Linked DNA regions of Mus musculus: regions 2 and 3 are each linked to region 1. The links are chromatin contacts, called in public HiChIP or PLAC-seq and promoter capture Hi-C maps. All regions are on one chromosome and are shown on one strand. Each heading gives the region's core, a stretch centred on a gene start, on an enhancer-like site or on the middle of the called end of the contact. The rest is flanking DNA. Distances are from core to core; before and after follow the strand shown. Region 1 holds the start of Tmbim1 (transmembrane BAX inhibitor motif containing 1). Region 2 holds the start of Rufy4 (RUN and FYVE domain containing 4). Region 3 overlaps Usp37 (ubiquitin specific peptidase 37).

Evidence for each region. HiChIP or PLAC-seq counts read pairs in DNA pulled down with a chosen protein or histone mark. Capture Hi-C pulls out chosen DNA fragments and counts their contacts.
Region 2: a promoter capture Hi-C map of adipose tissue shows a contact between it and region 1. The contact joins the promoter of Rufy4 here to the promoter of Tmbim1 in region 1. A contact is called at or near these places in 1 of 484 Hi-C or Micro-C datasets (CD4 T cells), 2 of 115 datasets of contacts at active chromatin or transcription factors (embryonic stem cells and pancreatic cancer cells) and 2 of 9 other capture datasets (adipose tissue and liver).
Region 3: an HNF4G HiChIP or PLAC-seq map of pancreatic cancer cells shows a contact between it and region 1. The contact joins the enhancer-like site here to the promoter of Tmbim1 in region 1. A contact is called at or near these places in 19 of 39 promoter capture datasets (the 3T3-L1 cell line, 3T3-L1-derived adipocytes, the C10 cell line and 14 more), 4 of 15 datasets of contacts at CTCF or cohesin (CD8 T cells, the NIH/3T3 cell line and pro-B cells), 46 of 484 Hi-C or Micro-C datasets (the AML12 cell line, B cells, the Ba/F3 cell line and 35 more), 19 of 115 datasets of contacts at active chromatin or transcription factors (the HPC-7 cell line, the NIH/3T3 cell line, bone marrow-derived dendritic cells and 14 more) and 4 of 9 other capture datasets (adipose tissue, liver, macrophages and 1 more).

The regions. Positions count from the first base shown.
Region 1 is chr1:74,303,040-74,305,605 of GRCm38.p6, reverse strand. It overlaps Tmbim1 (transmembrane BAX inhibitor motif containing 1), which reads left to right and starts at 1,270. Exons shown (of 12, transcript NM_027154.5): 1 at 1,270-1,483. The region is part of intron 2 of Pnkd (paroxysmal nonkinesiogenic dyskinesia); the gene reads right to left.
Region 2 is chr1:74,124,273-74,126,838 of GRCm38.p6, reverse strand. Rufy4 (RUN and FYVE domain containing 4) reads right to left here and starts at 1,298. Exons shown (of 12, transcript NM_001170641.1): 1 at 1,225-1,298. It overlaps Tns1 (tensin 1), which reads left to right and starts at 2,291. Exons shown (of 33, transcript NM_001289895.2): 1 at 2,291-2,547. The coding sequence starts at 2,392.
Region 3 is chr1:74,436,958-74,439,523 of GRCm38.p6, reverse strand. It overlaps Usp37 (ubiquitin specific peptidase 37), which reads left to right. Exons shown (of 24, transcript NM_001310662.1): 24 at 46-2,566. The coding sequence ends at 133. Among named protein-coding and RNA genes, the nearest start is that of Vil1, 29 kb to the right of the region's middle. Within about 2 kb of position 1,298, at least 114 of the 459 cell types and tissues checked have an H3K27ac peak or open chromatin away from gene starts, as enhancers often do. A contact at or near this core is called in the G1E-ER4 cell line, the HPC-7 cell line, the NIH/3T3 cell line and 15 more, where this site is marked.

The DNA.
Region 1 (2,566 bases), core at 21-2,520:
GACTTTCAGATGAAGACTTAGAACTCTCAGCTCCTCCTGCACCACGCCTGCCTGGATGCCGCCTTGATGATAATTGCCTGAACCTCTGAACCTGTAAGTCAGCTCCAATTAAATGCTGTCCTTATAAGAGCTGCCTTGGTCATGGTGTTTGTTTACAGCAATAAAACCCTAATTAAGATGACTTTCCAACCTCCTCAAAACTTCACCAAACGATTCCCATGTTGGAACACAGACTTTTGGATAACCTATATTGGTTTTCTCTGACCATGGCCACATATTTGGCTCCTCTTAACCTCTTTGAGGTAAGTTATTTTATTATTAACATTCCCAAAATATCTGGCATTACGGGCACATGCCACTTCCACTGTTTATGCAGTGCTGGAGATGGAACCCAGGACTGCTCGCACCCTAAGCCAGCATACTGCCAACTGCTATAAGATTATTTTTACTTCCCAGTCACACATAGTGAGCTGTTAGTGTAAACACACCATGAGGTTTGCAAAACAGAAATTTCCTAACCTAGCACATCCCTGTCATTAAGTGACACATGACTGATTCCAAGCATAGCTTCGGAGTCTCATGCCTGTGTTTGAAGTTTTACATTTGAAAAGGGCGGTTAGCTTACAAGCACAGAATTCTTAGTCACCACAGACTTTTTTGTGACTTAAATTTTTCTTTTCTTTTTTTTTCTTTCTTTTTTTTGTGACTTAAATTTTTTTTTCACGAAATAAGAAGTTTTAAGAATGAATTGATATAAACATAGCATAGCCATGTGATACAATATTGTGCATCATTGAAACTATTCTTTTGTTGTTTGGTTTTCCTGGCATGGGGATGAAACCCAGCTGGGTCTCTCACATGGAAAGCCAGAGATCTACCACTGACCTACGCCCCTAGACCGAAAGTGCTGAAGATCAGTTAGTGACAAAAAAGAAAAAGAGGGAAAAAAAATCAGTGAAATCTGACTATGTGAAACCAGGGTCAGTAATTGCAACACTTGGGCTGAGGCCGGGTGACAAGTGCTGGAGACCAGCCTGAGGTACATAGCGACATCGCTCTTTTACCCAGAATACAAACAAACAAAAAAACAAACCCAATAACAACTTTTAAGACAACAGGATTAGCTCTAAAGCCCCTAGCGCAAATCGCTGATATGTAGGCACTGATGACGCATAAATAGCACTTCTTACTGGGGTGGAGTCTGGAATTCATGGAAAGAAGTTATTTTTTTCCCAGTGAGTTTGGGTTTTCGCTGCGAACCGGCGTTGCTTCCAGTAAATGTGAACCACTCACACCTGGGTCGTGGTTGAGGTCTGGAGGGGACCCCAGCGCTCCCTGGAGGTCTCGGGGTGCCGGGCGGCTCCTCCCCACTGGCGGCGGAGAGAGACGGGGCGGGGCACGGAGCCCCAGTCCAGCCCGGCCCAGCCCAGTCCTCGCCAGCGCCCGGAGGCCCAGGCGGATCTCACGGTCCGGAACAGCGCAGGCAAGTGAGGGGGCTGCGGCCGTTGGAGGTGGGGACCCGAGACCGGCGGGGAATGGAAGTGGCCTGGGGCGGCGCTGCGCCCAGGCGCCCGAACTTTTCTGGCACGCGCGGGCCGACTCCGGTCGTGCTCCGGAGCCAGGCTAGGGTCCTTTCGTTCTGCCTGTTCCGGTCTTCACTTTCCATGTGCGCCCGGGCAGGACATATGGCCCGGGCTTGTGGCGCAACCGCATTCGGTGCGCACCCGCGAGCTGACCCGCTTCTTGTAGGGTGCTCCTCTCAGTGGCTGAGTGGCTTGTTTGTCTGAGGACGTGTCCCCCACTCCGGGGCCCCAGAGTGGCCGTGCAGCAAGTGAGAATGGAGGCGGTCATGGTCCTCAGCTGGTGGGGAGAGGGAGGGAGGGAGCCAGCCAGAGGCTTGGAACCCACCCGGGGCTGTTCGAGCTTGCCCTGGCGTCACCAGGCTGCGTAAAAACTGGTGATGAGAATCTGTCTAAGGTGGGGGGTGGGAGGAGGGAGCCCTAGCTCAGAGAAGCCAGCGGGCCAACCTAAGGTCTAAAGAAGAAGCCATTCCTACTCCTAACCTGGCCTGCTCCTGTTCCTTTGCTCTGTAATTCAGAAGCCTACCAGAAAGTACAGTCAAGCTGATGAACTGTGGTTGGTTGGTTGGTTGGTTGGTTGGTTGGTTGGTTTATTTATTTATTTATTTATTTATTTATTTATTTATTTGAGACAGTTTCACTCAGTAGCCCAGTCAAGCCTTGAACTTGTTGCCTCAGATCCTTAAGTGCTGGGAGTATTACAGGTGAAAGCTGTCTTGCCTGGCCCTGGTGACCTCTTTAGGTCAGAATAAAAAATAAAAAAAAAAAAAAAAAAAAAAAAGAAACAGGGAAATGGGAAAAGGGAAAGCAGGTTTGGGAGGGCCAGGAGGGAACCAGAAAAGGAGGAAGGAATGGAAGGCTCTCTGCCAAGGCAGAGCCTGGACTGTCTTCACCAGGTCTTGTTCCCCGGGGCATCCTTCCCCAGTCACTCACTCCACTGTGGCCTATGGGTGGTGGTACCCATGGGGCTGAGGGTCAACCTAAAC
Region 2 (2,566 bases), core at 49-2,548, 180 kb after region 1:
CACCTATAGGGTTGCAGTTCCCTTTAGCTCCTTGGGTACTTTCTCTAGCTCCTCCATTGGGGGCCCTATGATCCATCTAATAGCTGACTGTGAGCATCCACTTCTGTGTTTTCTAGGCCCCGGCATAGTCTCATAAGAGACAGCCATATCTGGGTCCTTTCAGCAAAATCTTGCTAGTGCATGCAATGGTATCAGCAGTCTCTACTTATTGAGCTATCACTGGTGTTGGTCACCCTGGCCATTGCTGACATCTTTGTCTCATTCAATCCCCTTAGTAGCCTCCAGAGCATAGCATTACACATGGTGACTAGGCACAGAGAGGGTAAATCTCAGCCCAGTATCACAAAGCTGTAAGCTGAGCTCAGACTTCCTTATGAGTCGAACAGAATGCCTGCACCATGGGGACACCCAGCTAGGGGAACTGTCACCTCCTTTCCCCCGGACTAGCCCCTGAGCCTCAGCAGAGTGTCATTGCCTTGGGACCCACATTCATCCTTTCCAGGGCCCCAGCTGAGTGGAAAATGTATGTTCTCTGGGAAAGCATGCAGAAGTAGACAGAGGGTGCAACATTGGGACTGAACCAATGTTCGGTGTGGGGAGCAGGGTGCCTGGTTTGAATCCCACCACCCTCTCTCGTAGAACTCTACTTCTGTCTCTCAAGGGTCCTGGGGCTCAGAGAGGGATACTGTTGCCCTTGAAGGATGTTGAATGAGCTTAGGCTGAGATCCTGGCATCAAAAGCCAGGCCAGGTGTCCAGCTTCCCAGGCAGGAGTGCTGGAGTTTGTGGGCAGGGTAGCTCTGGCATGATCCTGTAGCAGTGGATCATGGGGGGAAGAAAGGGAAAAGAAGAAAAGAAAGGCTAGGACAGCAGTGCATGGGGCCCAGGATCGGGAGTCAGAAGATAAAGGTCCCGTCCTGGACTGGTCACCCTTTCTTAGGCTCCACTTTCCTGACCTGTACACCAAGGGTTAGACAGAAGTTCTCTACAAGCTGGGCGTGGTGGCGCACGCCTTTAATCCCAGCACTGGAGAGGCAGAGGCAGGCGGATTTCTGAGTTCGAGGCCAGCCTGGGCTACAAAGTAAGCTCCAGGACAGCCAGGGCTATACAGAGAAACCCTGTCTCAAAAAAACAAAAAACAAAAAACAAACAAAAAAGAAGTTCTCTACAGACCTTTTCTAGGGTCTCTCTACCTAATCCCCAAGCCCAGGGACTCCCGTGCTCACCTGAGAAAAGCTTGTCTGTTTGGGATGTGGGCAGGATTCTGTAGCCTGAGTATGTCCCTTGTGACTGTGGGCTCTGCACAGTCTTTTCCAGCTCTCCTGCCTGGGGAGTGACTCAGCCCAGCCTGAAGGGGGCTGGACCAACCCTGGCCAGGGAGAAGTGGTAGAGAAAGATCAGGGCACTGAGGCAGAATGGGTGGCTTCCTCAAAGTCATCTGGCATGAGGCCAGTTGGTGGCAAAACACAACACCGGCAGGGGCTTCCTTTCCCGGGCACCTGCTCCTGTCTTTCTGTCTTGTTGCCAGTAGATGGCGGAAAGGGGCTGACAGAAGCGCTAGTGGGCTCCTTTTCTCGAGTTGTCTCTTCTGTCACTGGACTGAAAGTGACACAGGTGGGGAGAAGGGGCAAACGGCCACCAAGTGTCTTTCTCCCTCCTCTTACCCCAGCCAGCTGCGGGATCCCAGTCAGTGTTGGGGTGCCTTCCTTCCAGCCCTGGTACCCACTTCCCGGGGATGGAAACGCCAGGTGGGCTGCTCGGTGTAGGGTGGTCTTTCCCGCTGCTCTCGTTCAACTTCCTGGTGCTGGGGTCATCCTTTTTCTAGGCCAGGCTGGCATGTCACTTAAAACCAAGGGTTAGGGACTTCTAGAACTACTTTTACGAGCTCGAGGAACTACTTGTAAGTAGGGCTCAGAGCGATCCCCAAACGTGCTGTTCTCTGCTCCATGTCCCGCCCTTCTGCCCGGTGCAGAGCCAGATCTAACCCCGGCGCTCCCCTCGTCCTCCATGCCACCGTCTCTGTCCCTTCAGATCCCTTCTCTGGTGTCAGTCTCTCAGTCGCTCACTAGTCACGGCGTCGCTCTCTTGCGTTCCCAGTTCAGCCTGTCCCGGGGATCCCGCCGCCGCCCCTCCCGCCTTCCCGCGCCCTCGGGTCCCCTCCCCGCCTTCTGCCTCCAGCGTCCGTGTCGCCGCCCCTCGCCAGGCCCCGCACTCCCACTGCCTGGCAGAGCGGTGGCGGAGGCGGAGGCGGACTCCGACGGGGCGGGCCGGGGGCGTCGCCCTTCTTCCCCACGTCGCAGACGCCTGGGGCCGAGAGGTCGCTGGGGCTGGGGGGCGGGCCGGCTCGCGGGTAGTCCGCGTCCCCGCCCCGGGCCCGCCGGGTCCCGGGCCGGATGGGCTGCACCGTGAGCCTGGTGTGCTGCGAGGCGCTCGAGCCTCTGCCCTCCTGCGGCCCGCAGCCCCCCGGGACTCCGCCGGGCCCCGCGCGGCCCGAGCGCTGTGAGCCCGGGGGTGCGGCGCCCGACCCGAGGAGGCGGCTGCTGCTTCAGGTAGGGAGCTGTGGGCCGG
Region 3 (2,566 bases), core at 49-2,548, 130 kb before region 1:
TCCCTCTTCTCGTTGGTTTCTGATTTTTGTGGTTTGTTTTTTAAGGGAGATCTTTGATGAGTTGCTGGAGACAGAAAAAACCTCTCAGGCGCTTAGCATGGAGGTGGGGAGAGCTGCCCGTCAGGCTTCATGAGGAGAACCTCGTGGGCGTCAGCACAAGCTGCACGTCTGTCACTGCCACCCTCCTTGACGTCCTCTGCCCGAAGAGAATTGGGAACTCTACTTGATGCAGGAGCAACAACAGCTCAGGGCCAAACCAAAAGAAACTTCAGTCATGTGCAACGCTCCATGCTGTTTTATGGAAACCTTGGTCGCATCTATAGCTGATTATCCTCTTTTTCTTCTACAAGAGTGCCGCTTCCTTTTGTCTTAGGAATGAATACATACTGTAAATATATATGTACATACCCACACGCATATACTGAATGAATGGAGCCTTAAAGAGCTAGGATGAGCCAACAGAAGTAGTGCTCTTGCTCACAGTGAATGCTGCAGCTGTTTGGCCGAGAAATCAAAGTGTCCAAGCACATTCATTTGAGGCAGTGTGGGGGTGCGCATAGCGTTTGGCTCTTAACTTTGGGGCTTTTTGGGTTGGTTTTTTTTTTTTTTTTTTTTTTTTTTTGTCTTTTGAATGGCTTCACTCAAGTCCAACATTTTATGTTTGTTGTAAGTAAAGCTCTCTGGGAAGCTAGTTACACTAAAAACAGTTTATTTTCCTTGCAAGAGGTATTTCTGTAGCCTGATTTGAGTTTTATTTTTCTTTTGATTTTATGACTCTCATGCTGTTTACATGCAGTTTCCAAACAATGGATTGTTGGTGCTTCGGAGTGTTCCAGCCCCACACTTGCTGTTTATCATGCCCTTGGCATTTTCTCTCAGATGCCTCCACACGGTGTGTTCATCATCGTCTTCTGTGGCGTGCTGATGGTAAAGCTAGAAGCTTATATTTTCTTCTGTATCATTTTCCCATGGAACAGGCATGACCCAATGGATTACAGCCTCGGTTATAAAAGGTTCAAAGACAGCTTCAACTGGGACTGACAGGGATGCTTAGGGCAGGGAGGAACACTAGTCTCTGTCCTGCAGGCAGAGAAAGCAGGGGCATGCCACTTTTTACAGTGCAGATTCTGGGCCACTAAAGCTAAAAGCTAAACACTGTGTTGCTAGGGTGAAAATAAGTAGTGGGAGGGGATTCCAGGAGCTATCAATCAAAGGTGCCTAGTACATATCTTACTTGTTAGTGCTCCGAGTGAGACCAAGTGTCAGTGCAGCGGCAAGTACTGCATGAGTCACTCTGCCCACGTGACCTGCCTGGGTAAGCAGCTAACGAAACCATGATGAGCCTGGGGAATCTGTCAGCACAAGTGTCATTAGGATTGCACAGACCTTAGCAACATGAAGTCTGCATTTGTTTTGTTCCCTATTTTTTCTTCTATTATTAATGGGAGGGTTGCTGTGAGTTCTGAGTTAGATATGAAACCATGTTAGATTTTCAGAAGATGTTAAAACCCATCACTGAAGATGCAGCATCTTTTCTGGAAGAGTGTATTCAGAGAGCTCCAGCCTGACTCTTAGAACCTGGGTATATTCTCACTAATCACCTCTTCTAAAGCTCTGAACTGCTGACGTGTGCCTCGGGGCTTTGACTGCTGAGAAACTCTGACTCCACCATCTGCCAGCACACATTGTTATAGTGAATGTTCCACAGTGGCACGGGGAGGGTATGCAGCAGTTTACAACAGAGAAAAACATTTGTTTTTAAAGCTAACTTTAAATTGTGTTGTTTCACCTCGAGCAGGAGTCTCCTTTTGTCTTGTTTTTCTTGAAAGTGACTGGTTGTCTTGAGCACCCAGGGTGATGATGGTGTGCTTTAGTGAGTTCTCTTGTCTCTACTGGAGAACTTCGAGCAGTTGAAATGATGAGGAAGTTTATTTAATTTAAAAAAAAAAAAAGGCTCTGCATCATGGCATGAGGACGCAGACATGATGCCCTCAGTCTGGACTGCCTCCTGGGCATCTGGACCACTCTCATACCTGCTTGTGTCCCTGTTGACTTAGAAGGCCGTGGCTCGCCACAGAGCCTGATTCCTTTTGACTCCCATGTCTTGGGCAGGACTTGTGTTAGTTATAAATAGTTACTCCTTGCAAATTTAGGATTTGAATTTTATGTCCAGTCCATATGATGACCTGTCAGCTTCCCTGCTCCCTTCTTTCCTTTAACTGACTGCTTGACTCCAAATGGCAATCTCACCTAGACTGTATTGATAGGGTACTGGTTGTTCTAAGCTGCCTGTGTCTATTTTAAAATTATGAGTAAATATAGTCTCTTTTTTTAATACTGTGATCAAAGAATTGGGGGATAGAACAGTTAACATGTTAGGCTAAGAAGGGGCAGATTATTAGATAGGAACAGAGGGTGTTGGTTCCCTTCAGTCAGCATAATAACTTTCCTGTATAAAATGCCAAATGTATGGTTATGTTACTTTAAATGACTGAACTGGAATTTTATAGCAACTAGTACTCTATGCAGTCTTCTCATCTTAGCCAAAACTGGGAAAGAGAATAAA